Regions from separate parts of the Sus scrofa genome. Here region 2 is linked to region 1. A link is a contact called in public HiChIP or PLAC-seq data. All regions are on one chromosome and are shown on one strand. Each heading gives the region's core, a stretch centred on a gene start, on an enhancer-like site or on the middle of the called end of the contact. The rest is flanking DNA. Distances are from core to core; before and after follow the strand shown. Region 1 overlaps ARID1B (AT-rich interactive domain-containing protein 1B). Region 2 overlaps ARID1B (AT-rich interactive domain-containing protein 1B).

What was found. HiChIP or PLAC-seq counts read pairs in DNA pulled down with a chosen protein or histone mark.
Region 2: a contact with region 1 is called in an H3K27ac HiChIP or PLAC-seq map of alveolar macrophages. The contact joins two enhancer-like sites. A contact is called at or near these places in 2 of 2 datasets of contacts at active chromatin or transcription factors (alveolar macrophages and skeletal muscle).

Annotation. Positions count from the first base shown.
Region 1 is chr1:9,909,399-9,916,395 of Sscrofa11.1, forward strand. All of the region lies in intron 5 of ARID1B (AT-rich interactive domain-containing protein 1B), which reads right to left. Among named protein-coding and RNA genes, the nearest start is that of TMEM242, 240 kb to the left of the region's middle. Within about 2 kb of position 3,538, at least 5 of the 83 cell types and tissues checked have an H3K27ac peak or open chromatin away from gene starts, as enhancers often do. A contact at or near this core is called in alveolar macrophages, where this site is marked.
Region 2 is chr1:10,207,555-10,213,844 of Sscrofa11.1, forward strand. The region is part of intron 1 of ARID1B (AT-rich interactive domain-containing protein 1B); the gene reads right to left. Among named protein-coding and RNA genes, the nearest start is that of ARID1B, 17 kb to the right of the region's middle. Within about 2 kb of position 4,552, at least 15 of the 83 cell types and tissues checked have an H3K27ac peak or open chromatin away from gene starts, as enhancers often do. A contact at or near this core is called in alveolar macrophages, where this site is marked.

The DNA.
Region 1 (6,997 bases), core at 2,288-4,787:
CCTGGCCTCGGCAAAGCAACTCTCTCGGGGGGGCTGCAGACGTCCCGGTGGGCGAGCCGAAGTCTTTGTTATCTACTCTTTATTTCAGATTTTAAGTAAATGGTCAGCAAGTATGCTTTTGAAAAGTATCTTTTTCATGAACAGACTCCTTTCTTTATCTTCTCCTACTTGTCACTTTCAAATATCTGGAGCCTATTATTCATGTGCTGCTGAAGCCCAAATTCCGATCACTAGCTAATACTTCACACTCCATGTCTGTCTAGCCAATGCTGACAACGGCTACTTGGCGAAATGGGAATACATCTGGGTGATGACAAAATGTTTTTAATTGGCCATTTTTGTATAGGATATGGTTAGTTATTAATAACAGATATTAGGAGTTCCTGTCGTGGCTCAGTGGTTAACGAATCTGACTAGGAACCATGAGGTTGCGGATTCAAGCCCTAGCCTTGCTTAGTGGGTTACGGATCCAGCATTGCCGTGAGCCGTGGTGTAGGTTGCAGACACAGCTCGGATCTGGCGTTGCTGTGGCTGTGGTGTAGGCTGGCGGCTACAGCTCCGATTTGACCCCTAGCCTGGGAACCTCCGTATGCCGCGGGAGCAGCCCTAGAAATGGCAAAAAGACAAAGAAAAAAATAATAATAATAGATATCAAAAACGATGAGATAATGAAAAAATTGGGTATCAGACAATCTCAGAATTTTACTACATTATTCATGTCACACAGTTTCTATGTGTGATGGATTAGAATCAGGCAGGATCTATCTATGCAGAGGTCTGATGTAAACTGCAAAATCCTGAGACCCCTATTTCAGGTTCTGTTTTTGAGGAAAAGTAGAATCATAGTGGAATCTCTTTCAGGAGGGAGGGAAACAGAATGAACCTATAAACTGAGACAAAGAGGCAGAAAGATGGCTCCCAGCCTATAGGAGGAAAGGTTATATTAGTAATCAATTTTATTTATTTTTAATTTTTCTTTTTAGAGCTGCACCCATGGCTCACAGAAGTTCCCAGGCTAGGGGTTGAATCAGAGCTGCAGCTGCCGGCCTACACCACAGCCACAGTAATGCAGGATCCAAACCCCATCTGTGACTTATGCTGCAGCTCACAGTAACACCGGATACTTAACCCACTGAGTGAGGCCAAGGATTGAACCTGCATCCTCATGGATACTAGCCAGGTTCATAACTCTCTGAACCACAGTGGGAACTCTCTATAGGTAATCAATTTTAGAATTTTCTTTTTTTGAATTCCTTTTTATTCCATGAGAACTGTGTCTTTAATTTGGCCAACATTTACTGAGTGCCTCTTTCTTGCCAGGCTCTGTTCTTGGTACAATGCTAACTGCCCTCAAGAGGGTACCAGGCTAGCTGGAGGACCTGGGAGGGAATGCAGGACTCTCTCTGACGTGGAGGGATTGTTATGACTTTGCAAAGAGAAAGACACTGGAATTGGGTCTTGTAGGATATAGGTAGGAGTTTGCCAGCTGGAAAAGGTCAGGATGGATATTCCTTGCAAAAGGAATTCAGCTCTAGGTCCAAAGATATGACACATTCACAGTTAACAGTATTGAAACAGGGAATATAAACTAGTTCTGTCTGTCCACTTTGAATAAAAAGCAATGATATAACATTAAAAAAAACTATACACTAGGGTTCCACTCTTTAAAAATACATATCTTTGCTTTTTTTTTCCAAGTAGAATTTAAATTACATTCTTAGACTTCCTTTGTGGTGCAGCAGGTTAAAGATCTAGTACTGTCACTGCAGTGGCTTGGGTCGCTGCTGTAGCATGAGTTCAATACCTGACCCAGGAACTTCCACATGCTGAGGGCACCCCCCCCACCCCCCAAATTATACAATTCTTGGATTTTGTGTGAAACAGACTTAAGGAACAATTGTGAAAACAAGGGATTTTATTACTAACTGAATTAGGCCTGAGAATATCAGTTATTTTAGCACAACAATTTTTTCCCTGGGATGTTACAATTTCAGTTGAATCAGAACCTCTTCACAGAAAGGTTAAAAAATAAAAATAAAAAAGGCAGTAAGCTGTGCTACCCTAAAAAAAAAAAAGAGAGAGAGCTACTTTTCCCCCTAGGCTTTTCTATGACCAAAACATACATGACCATAACTGGGAATATTAGCTTCCTTTTAAAATGTGCCCAATGTGGCACAGTGATAACGAATCTGACTAGGATCCATGAGGTTGTGGGTTCGATCCCTGGCCTTCACTCAGTGGGTTAAGGATCCGGCATTGCCGTGAGCTGTGGTGTAGGTCGCAGATGCAGCTTGGATCTGGCGTTGCTGTGGCTGTGGTGTAGGTCGGTGGCTACAGCTCTGATTGGGGAACCTCCATATGCTGAGGGAGCGGCCCTAAAAAAAGACAAAAGACAAAAAATTAAAAATCAAAATAAAATAAAATATGCCCTCAGAATACTGTGAAGAAGTGTTAGGATGTAATGGCTACAGCTGCTATCTTCCAGGTTCTAGAAACACTTTCTTTGCATTGCTCCTGAAACACCACACCCTCAGGGGTTTCCCTACTGGCTATTCCCCTTCCTCTTCCTGGTCTCTACATCTCTGAGCGCCCTGGGTCCGTCCTCAGAAGTCTCCTCTCAGTATTTCTTGACCTTGGCCACATGTACCAAGCACGTGGAGAGCTTCATAGAAATGTCCTGTCGAGGATTCCAGTCAGACCAATTAAGTCAGCATGTCTGGGGACTGGCCTGGCACCAGCCTCTCCCAGGATGTGTGGTGTAGCCAGAGTGGAGAATCACTGACCTTCCCTCGTTCCAAGGACAGTAACGTGAGCATCAGCTGGGAACTGGGTGGAAGTGCAAATCCTCCCGCTTCCCCCCGAACCCACTGCATCAGAAACCGGCTGTGGGGTCCAGTCTGTGCGCCCACACATCCTTCAGCTGGTTGTGATGCAGGCTAGGTGCCCGAGGTGACTCATCTAGGGCCCTAATGACTCACCAACTTCTCTCCAGCCTAGATCTCCACTCTGGATCCAGAGTCTGGGTGTGACCAGCTGCCTAGTCAAAATCTCCCTCTGGTCGCTTATCACGCCTCTCAAATGTAACGTCTTCAGAACCAAACTTTAGATTCCCCTTCGAAAACGTGTTCCTTCCTTTGTCTTTCACTGTACAGAACCGCCATTTACCAAGCAATCGCTTGGGCCGAAAACCTTCTGGCCCCACCACTGCTACCCACACACCCGGCCGTGACCGCGCCTCCTGAGGCTGCTGCAGGAGCCTGGCTGCTTCCACCCCGCCCCGTCGACAGCCCACTGGGCAGCCACAGGATCCTTTTAGAGCCCGCCCTGGATCGTGCCATTCTCTGCGCTCCTACCATCACACTTAAATTCCTAAATCCAGTCAGAACCTAAAGAGCCCTAAAGAGAGTCATAACCTAAAGAGAGTCAAAACCTAAAGGCTTTGGGTTACCCTCTAATCTAACTGCCTACCCTTTCTGTTCCACTACGCTCTGGCCCCAGCCCCGCACAGCAAACACGTTACAGACTCAGGGCCTCTGCACTTGGATAAGCTCGCTCCCAGCTAGTCACGTGGCTTCCTTCTGACAATGATTCACTGAGCTGCTGGTCCCACCGCAATTTTATGAATTTGTCTAGTAACTGCCATCTAAAGAAGGAACTTGGTTCCACCCCCCCATCCCGAAGTTATATACCTATTTGCTAATTTCCTGTCTCTCTTATTAGAATTTAAGTTTCATGAGGACAGGTCCCTTTGTCATTTGTGTGTCGTGTATTTTCCCCAGTTCCCAGAAACGTGCCCACAGCAGTGAATGCATTCAGCACTTTGCCGAATGAATGAATGAAAGAAGAAAATGGGTAATTGGGCTACCTGGCCTTCTCAGGATATCACCTGATTTAACCAACAGCAACAGTACAACATGCTACTTAAAAAAAGATTCAGTGACCTCATCCACGTGGCATCCTCAGCAAGGTCACATTCTTGGCATCCAGCTATATGCATTTAATGTAGTTTGCAAGTACAAACTCCGATGTCACTTTCTGTTTGGAAGGGAGAATATCAACATTAACAGTCCTTGGTTATATCATTTATAAACATGCAGATGTGGATTATTAAAGATTAATGCATTTTAGGATTGGTGTCGGCATTCCGTTTGTCTCTTGCCGAAACCAATTCTGTTCTTCATTAGTCAATGACAACCCGTATCACCCTGTTAAGGAAGAGAAATCAAAGGTGCAGGAGTGTGAATTGAGAATAAGTGATGAAACTGATTAGTAAGAGTCTTAAAGGCTATAATCAATCAACACATCATAATAATCCTGGCTCCAGGGTTATCGGAAGATAGGGAAATAAACATGACACTCCCTATAACATGGTTTGGTTCCTTTCACAACTACTATTTCTTCCCTTTAGAAAATACAGTAACACTCATTAGAAGTTTGTGGAGCCAACCTCAGGAATATCCCCACTGTAAGAACTATTCATTATCACCGCTTTCCAAAATGATTTGTGAAACTTTTACTTCTAGGCTAAAATTAGTTCCTAAAAGCGTTTGTGCTGCCCTCTCCTGCCCCCCATTCCTCATTTCCAGGCAAGACAAGAAAATAGAGCAGGTCACTACCAGTGGTGCTCAAGAAGCAACACCACTCAGTAAAGCACAAGTTGAGAGCGGTGACAGTCTACTCAGCCCAAGAAATGAAAACAAACAGTAAACAAAGCATCCAAGTGCTTCTTCAGTGAATAATGTAAAACAACAACAACAACAACAAAACAAAAAAACCCAAACAAACCCAAACACACACCCGAAAGCCCTGGAGAAGTGGGAGTGGACTGCTGGGTCCCCTATGTCAGCACACTAGTCACAGGTGATCTTACAGAGGGAACAGGGACAGACAGCTGGTGACATGGGCTTTCCTATATTTTCCTACGCAGAAGATCAAAGAAAGGGAATGAGGAGTTCCCGTCGTGGCGCAGTGGTTAACGAATCCGACTAGGAACCATGAGGTTGCGGGTTCGGTCCCTGCCCTTGCTCAGTGGGTTAACGATCCGGCGTTGCCGTGAGCTGTGGCGTAGGTTGCAGACGCGGCTCGGATCCCGCGTTGCTGTGGCTCTGGCGTAGGCCTACGGCTACAGCTCCGATTCAACCCCTAGCCTGGGAACCTCCATATGCCGCGGGAGCGGCCCAAAGAAATAGCAAAAAAAAAGACAAAAAAAGACAAAAAAAAAAAAAAAAAAAAAAAAAAAAAAAGAAAGGGAATGAGAAATGAGAGGAGAGTTTAGCCTGAATTGTACGACTTAATTTTAACTAAGAGGGGGCACAAAACCAAGTGGAACTGTGTATTTTCAGTCCTAATAAACCCGAATGCTCCCACTTCTGAGCGTGAGAGGAGAAAAGGCTGGCTTTGAAATGTGTTGGGGTGGAGGAACCGGAACGATTTCTGCTTTGGGAAAAGAAGGAGAACTATTCAGTTCCCAATTATCAGAATATCTGACCTGGGTCAGGAGGGACCTCTAGAGGGCAGAGGAACTAAGAACCTCAGAGCAGCTGCTTTGAGTGCAAGATCTGGCCTCTGGTCAGCAATAGGGAACCTGCCCTTTAGAAACCAAAGGAGAACATTCATGACCAAGGTACAGCCAGATCCTGGCCTGAATTTTAAATCAGCATCTTAAAGGGGGAAGCTCTAATAACCAGTAACAAGCCACAGTGCTGTAACGGCATCTCTCTACAAGACAAAATATATTGTTGCTTTATCTTAAGTGTTGCTAGGCATCATTTGGAACGAGTCTGAAATTACTGTTTTGTATAACATACAAATATTTTACTTTGTAAGGGAAAAAAATGAAAAGGACTGGCTGAAGTTCTCTTTGGTTTGGAGAACTGCTGAATCCATGTTTTCTGGGCTGCCACAGATGAAAAACACAGATATATCAATGGCATTTTGTGTTGAAGAATTTTTTTTTCCCCCTGCTCAGCTTGCCAATAAGCAGCATGCATCTTCTTTGCAACAAGCTGTTGCAGGATTTCTGCTTTGAGAGAAGCCAAAAAGCAACACTTGATAGTTGTTTCCAAATAAGATTATCAGGTAGAGTGACTGTGCAGACTTTCAAATAAAAAGTTTGTCACTGCATGCAACACCATTCTAGAGATGCTACCATTTCACCATGGAAGGAAACTGGTTTAGAACCACTTACAAACAGAAATGAACATAATTTTACCCTGAGTTGTATTAAGCAAGGATACATTAAAAAGTGGGAAATTTCCTTCTTTGGGTTGGGTTAGGCTTGATGAGCCCTGAGAGTTGTAAACATCCCAGGGGATGGAGTATAAAAGAGAGAGAGAGACTGATCTGCACCCCCACCAGTGTTCATTTCATAGGTACTAATCTTGACAAATTAGACCAGGAACTATCATTTCCTCTCACTAAAATCCTTCCTGCTCACTCCAGCCTATGACTAACTCCTAACTGCAATTCATTTTTCTCTTTCCCATTATAGCATCCTTCCAGAATCTGCTTGTCTGAATGTCAAATTAAGCAAGAAAATTAGTTTTTTTTTGACCAGAATATCATCTTGTTTGTATCTGCAGCTATAACAGCTCCAACAGAAATCTACTTAGCTCCACATCTGAAGCAGAGGGTAAACCGGGCAAGTGCTTACACAGAAGGACTCTAAATATACCACAATGCCGCCCAAAGAGTTAGTTTCCATATTTAATCTAATATGTCACCCTTTTTGGAATTCATTCTTTGAGTGTCTAAGAGTTTCCTGAGGGGCACAAATTCATTATGGTTAGTTGGTACGCTGGATGCATCGCTCACCATCCAGGAGCTGACATGATGAAGCTTCAGAGAATCAGGCTTAACCATAAAGTGACGGGTGCTTTATGAGAGTGGAAGGGCTATCTCTGGCAAAGCCATTTCTGCAGGCTCTTAAAACCTGTGATCCTTTTCAAAGGACAGCAACTTAGGTTATTTGGCAGGTAAGAGTCGGCACAAGGAAAGA
Region 2 (6,290 bases), core at 3,302-5,801, 300 kb after region 1:
GACAACTGACACTTAGGGGGCACCCGGCACAGTGCCTGACACAAGGAAGACAGCACAGCAAAGGCGAGTTCTCTACCCCTCTTCCAGGTCTTTTTTTTTTTTTTTTTTTTTTTTTTTTTAATTTTGAAACCAAGCCAATAACCCCACCCCTCTTTCAACCATCTCGAAGCCTCTTTCTCATTTCCTAGTCACTGCTGCTCCTACTGCTTGTCTCCTTCCCGAGTGCTCTCCCAAAGGTCACCAATGACCAAACGACCCGGACATCCGCTCCCACTCTTACCTGACCACTCCTCGGCGCTTACCACAGCTATGCACACCTTTCTTCCAGAAACCTCTGCCCTCCATGGCTTCTGTGGAGCACGCCCTACATTCTCCATCTCCTTCTACAGCTCTTTGGCTGGCTCCTTTTTCACACTTTAAACGTCAGTGCTCCCTGAATTCCTCAGCACCCCTCTCTTCACACACATGGCAAGGGCAAGCTCATGGACCCACGCTCCACCGACACCCCCTGCTGAGCACCCACGTTTATATTCTGGGCCGAGATCTCCCTCCTCTACTCCAGATCCCTATTTTCTATCTGCCTACGAGCATCTCCATTTAGCTGTTTGGAACACATCTCAAACCCAACATGTCCAAAACCACAGCCTGTTACTAAATATACAGGATGATTCAAAAGCAACTGAACACCTTCAAAAGTTACGGTACCATGTGATGTCTCCCTGCGGAGTCCGAGCCAGAACTCTGGGTCTGCACCACCCCTTCTTCTCAGCGAGGAGGACATGCAGGCAGCATTGGGGCTGCCATGTGCCATTTCAACCAGTGACAGTGAAAATGTCACCATCCTGTGACACAAGAGGTGCATTTCTAAGAGACTACAGAAAGAACCGGTAGCTCCTTTACAAATTTTTAGTATATATATTTTGTTGTTGTTGTTGTTGTTGTTGTTCTCATGACCACACCGCAGCATGTGAAAGTTCTGGGGCCGGGGGCTGAATCTGAGCCGCAGCTGCTGCAATGTCAGATCCTTTAACCCACTGGGCTGGGCCAGGGATCAAACCCATGCCTCCACAGCCACCCAAGTCACTTAAGTCAGATTCTTTTCTTTTTCTTTCCATTTTTTTTTTTTGCTTTTTAGGGCCACACCCACGGCATATGGAAGTTCCCAGGCTAGGGGTCAAATCAGAGCTGCAGCTGCCAGCCTACACCACAGCCACAGCAATGCAGGATCTGAGCTGTGTCTGTGGCCTACACCACAGCTTACGGCAATGCTGGTTCCTTGACCCACTGAGCGAGGCCAGGGTTCCAACCAGAGTCTTCATGGACACTAGTCAGATTCACTACCTCGGAGCCACGACGGGAACTCCTGCAGTCAGAGCCTTAACCCACTGCACCACAGCATGAATTCCCGCAGTACATATTCTTATACAGCCTCATTATTATGAAATCTTCGATTCTTTCAAGTTCCCCCGTGCTGCTGTTCCTCCCTGGTAGATGCAGGGATCTGCCATCTCTGGGGACTCAAGTTGTACTGGAAGATAAACCCAGAAGCAGGGTCTGGGTCTCATTCACTGCTGTAAGCCTAGTTCCAACACTCTGTCACACAACAGGTGCTAAACAGATATCAGTGTCTCGATAGGCATGGAGAGCTGTTTGTTGAATGAGTCAAGTACACATAAAGTGGTGCAGTAGCTGGCAATCAACTCAGGTCCAAGCCTGGCTCCCCACTCTTCCTCCGCAGGATCTCTTGGGGCGTGGAGGGTGTCCCCAGAGCTCTACAACCCTGTTTCTCCTGCAGACGGGGCCCAAGGTGCTCCAAGACACCAAGGCATGTCCGCCTGGCCGGCTTCTCCCCGATGCCCTTAGAAGGTCACAAGGGACCAGCCAGTGCAGCCTGCCTCCTCCCTGAGGCCTGGCAGAACTTGCTGCATCTCACCTGCCTGCTTCTACAGGTGCCTCGCTTCTAACCTGCCGCCCACAGCTGCTCGACTAACCTCTCCACTCTGTACTCTTCATACAGCCAAGGGGAAGGTTACCACGGCGAACCAAATTACTATCATCTGTGCCTGGAAAAGGAGGCGATGGCTTTATTCTTCTTTGACAGAGTTAAGTTCATGAGCATTTTGACAGTGATTTTCTTAGGGCTTTCTCAGCTATTTCGGAATGTTAAGATTATACTGTCGAAAATCATAGCACTAGATGAATGATACATTCCTACAGAAATTCTCTGAAAGCACTGACACGGGTAGACAGCTGTTAGCTTTCCAGGCAAAAGATACCTCATATCACAACGAACAAGATTAACACGTGGCTGCAAAGACAATGAAGATGCCCAGCCCTTCAGAAGCCTGAAGGCCGAACAAAACCAAAGGTCCGATCTTAGAGAAAAGGATGTGCCTGTGACACTCAGCAACAAACCTAAAAAACAGGTTTCCAGTTTTGTTCTGTTTTTTTCTCTCTGTGGTTCCTACAGGATGTTAATTCATTTGCTTGAGATGGGTTAGGTACAGTCAGCATTAACTACAAAAACTATAAACCCATGGGCACTCCAGTAGTGATACATTATTATAAATAAAACAAAATCAAAAGAGGAAACAGAGACAGGAAAGCCTTCATTTAATCCCAAGCTAAAAACAGCACTATGGCAATACCTCGTCTGGAAATTCTTGCAGCCTCAAATTTAGGAGCAAGCAGGAGGTGAGGGAAATGCAAGCGGAAAACCCAGGAAATAGACATGAACAGAGCCAGTGCTGCCATCCTGCCTACTGCTCAAAAACCTCTGCAGCAGTGGTTAAGTGGGATTTAACTTCACATCACTTGCTTCAAACAAGGTTATGAGCCAAATTGATTTTTTTTTTTTCAAAGCTATGAGATTTGGTTTTATTTTAAAAGACAGAATCAGTTGGGGACGTAAAAGAGAAATTCCCCAGTACTGAATGGTAAGGATCATCAGACACAATGAGGAAGACAAGGACCAAGAGGGTCTCCGGACCCATCCAGCATCCTGTGGCCTGGCCAGCCTAGACGCTGTTCCTCGGCTAAGTAGGTACAAATCAAAATGAGATACACGCCTAGGTCTAGTGACGGGGTGCTTTTAACACCTTCCCAAACCACGGCCTCCAGAACAGCCATGAGGCAAGAGCAAAGGCAGACATAATCATGACTATGTGTCATGAAATGACCTCACCAAAGAGAGGATTTTTCTGCTTACATTTGTTCTTTTAGCTGTATTATTAACACCCTGATGGACTTAAGATATGCCAATTTGGGGGTTTGTCTTACAACTTTCACCACCATAGGAGTTCACTCTGGGCACATAACGACATTCGGTTCCATTTTATTGATTTTTCACTCTAAAATTTTCTCCTCCAGCTGCCTGTGTTCCCCCTACTCTCCAATCTTCTGCTCCCTGATGGTCACTTGTCCTCTTTCCTTCATTCTTAAACTTACCAATTTCTGGACCCCTAACACCAAGTGATCTGAGACGTAGGCCCGTCCATTCAACCCTTCTCTCGTCCAAAAATATTTATTAGGCATGTATTAGTAGACACTGTTCTCCATGCCGGTCCATCACCTGCCCATCCCAGAAACTTCGGTCACAGCCACGTACAAATAACTGCAGACGGAAGAGAACCTGGGTTCCTCTGCAAACATCACAGCCTCCCTTGACAACGCAGCTTAAAGCAACGACCCAGATCATGGAGCAGAGCTTCCCTCGACGGCCAGACGTAGATTCATGTTCAGTGACACTATCAGAAAAACCCAAGAGCCACCTGCATGGGCTGGGAGCACATGCTCTCTCCCCTCCTCTGTCTGGTGTGACCAAGGGGCCAAAATACACTAAAAGCTCCTCAAGCGTAAGAATGTAATTCTGTACATCTTAGTGATGACAAAAGGTCTGTTTATCTAAACTTTACCTCTAGCTCATCAATGACCTCTGTAGGTGGCAGAGAGCTGGGTGTACAGGTCATTCCAGGTCCTGAGAGCACCTGAATCCTGGAGCAGGGTTTGGGGACCTTGTCTGGCCCCCTGGGTGAATCTGACAGGCAGCCAGATCTGGAAGCACTCCTTTAGTGGAGAGAACCGGGCTTTAGCATCAGGTAAACTGGGGGTTGAAAAGATTTCTTAATGCTCCCGGCTTACCCATCTAGGAAAGAGGGAGACTGCCTTGCAGGACTGTTGGGATGCTGCAGTGACTCCAGGCCACATGCCTGGCACACAGCGCAGGAGTTCAGAACAGGAGCTAGGATCGCTGGTACTGCCCTTACTAGATCACTATTATATAGGACTCTTCTAAAAATCTTTCTCTGAACTTACACTTCCTATGTGCGAGGCCAAAACCAGAAAGCAGTGTGTAAGCGTTTTGTCAATCGTGCCAGACTGGAACGAGACTGACTTCATGTGTCTCCACACGGCAGTCTTACACAGGCCGCCCTTTAAAACAAAAAGGGAAAACGCACTCGAGGTTTGGCTGCTGACTCACTACCACCTTGCCGCGCTTCCTGCCTCATCCGCACCCAGCTGGCCGCTCTTCCAGGAGGGCCACTCGCACTGGGCCGCTCTGCCCTTGATTACGTGGCCACCCAGCCCCTCCTCCAACAACAGGCTCACGACGCCACCGCCTCCGGTGCAGGCCACCCCTCCTCACTCCCACCTCGAGTTAATCTAATTCTGCGGGCACACCTGCTGCTCCATCCTCCCAGCAGCACACAGAGATGCTGCTCAGACATCCATCCTGCCATCTATGGGCCACCACTCCTCAAAAGTCTGCCACGTTAACAGAAATCCGCGCCAGGCCCCACGTTCTGCATGAGATGACCCGAAACTTTTCCCAATTTTTTTGCTCGTCCTCATATGGAAAAGACACAAGCCTTTCTCAGGTCAGGGGATAATTTCCCTTCCCTCTTAGTCTACTGTATCCACTAAGCCTAGTCCCCACCCAGACATCCTCTTCTGCATCCCACAGAAAGAGCTGGGTACCAACAACGCCTCCCACGGAGCCCATAACGGATGCTCTGACCCATAATATTTCACAAGCCCTAACGCACACAGGAAAGGCTGGGCTCTGCAAGCCACACAAAAGCGCTCATAAATTTCAGCCTGCTCTCATCATCCCCTCCGCCTCCTAAGGAACGAGGTAGAATACCACTTCAGACACAGGATTCTCATAAGAACCTTCCTTTTCAGTACTTTATCACAGCAACCTAATCAAGGGTCAAGACTATTATTCATGGTGAATTTTACTTTAGTTTCAAGCACATTTACTAACAGAGAGAAGGTAAACCTTCTTCAAATCTAGGAATAAACACCCAAAAATTTGCTATTAATCATTACAACACTGAGTCAGGGCTCTCACATGAGCAAAGCTAAGTCTACGAGCATCGATTCACTTCGCAATTCTGGGGTGCAGGAGTTCTCTCGTGGCATGGCAGGTTAAGGATCCAGAGTTGTCACTGCAGCAGCCTGAGTCACTGCTATGGCCCGGGTTTGATCCCTGGTCCAGGAACTTTCACATGCCGCTGACGTGTTGAAAACAAAACAAAATTCTGTAGCACAAAGACAAAGAAACATGCTGACTCCTCCAGACACAGGCGATACATTCATCTCTCCGACTTACTGATGTCTTCTTTCGAAAGACTCATCTAAATTAAGTGTATTTAAGCCCATGCTTGCCCACAACATTAAAATTCTTTTAATTCTCAAGTAGTAGTAAGGAAGAAACAAAAATTCAAAGAAGATTTCAAAAATGTAGGTTAGAAGAGCGGAGTCCAAACTGATTAGACATGCCCGTAAGGACAATTTCCTTTCTCAGAAGGACACTGTTCCCAAACTCCTACACTTCTTTCTCTGTCCCTCTCTGTCCCTCTCTCTGTCCCTCTCTCTGTGTCCGTGTCGCTTCTCAGACCCGTACGTACCCTGCGCATCATCCACACCACGGACAGTTTCCTCCTGGACCAGGAGGTGAGCCTGCCGGCCTCCCTGTGTTATCTGTCCACGTTCCACTTGAATCCAATTTCCTTGCATTACCTCTGCCCAGGTCAGGGATGAATGGCTGTCAAATTCCCAGAGGAATAAAAAGAAAAAACCCTTTCTTCCTGAGGCAGCAAGTTTCAATTCACAGAGCACATGGCTAATCTACATATGTGAAGGTCACGGCACTTCAGTCAAAGAGGTTAAGAATGGAGCAGCTCACGTAAGGGGTTGTCTTAAACATCTTGGCATGAGGCCCAACAAGTAAGATTGTTGAAAAGCAATAGATAGCTTCTGGCAGCAGCAAGGGGAAAAATATTTTG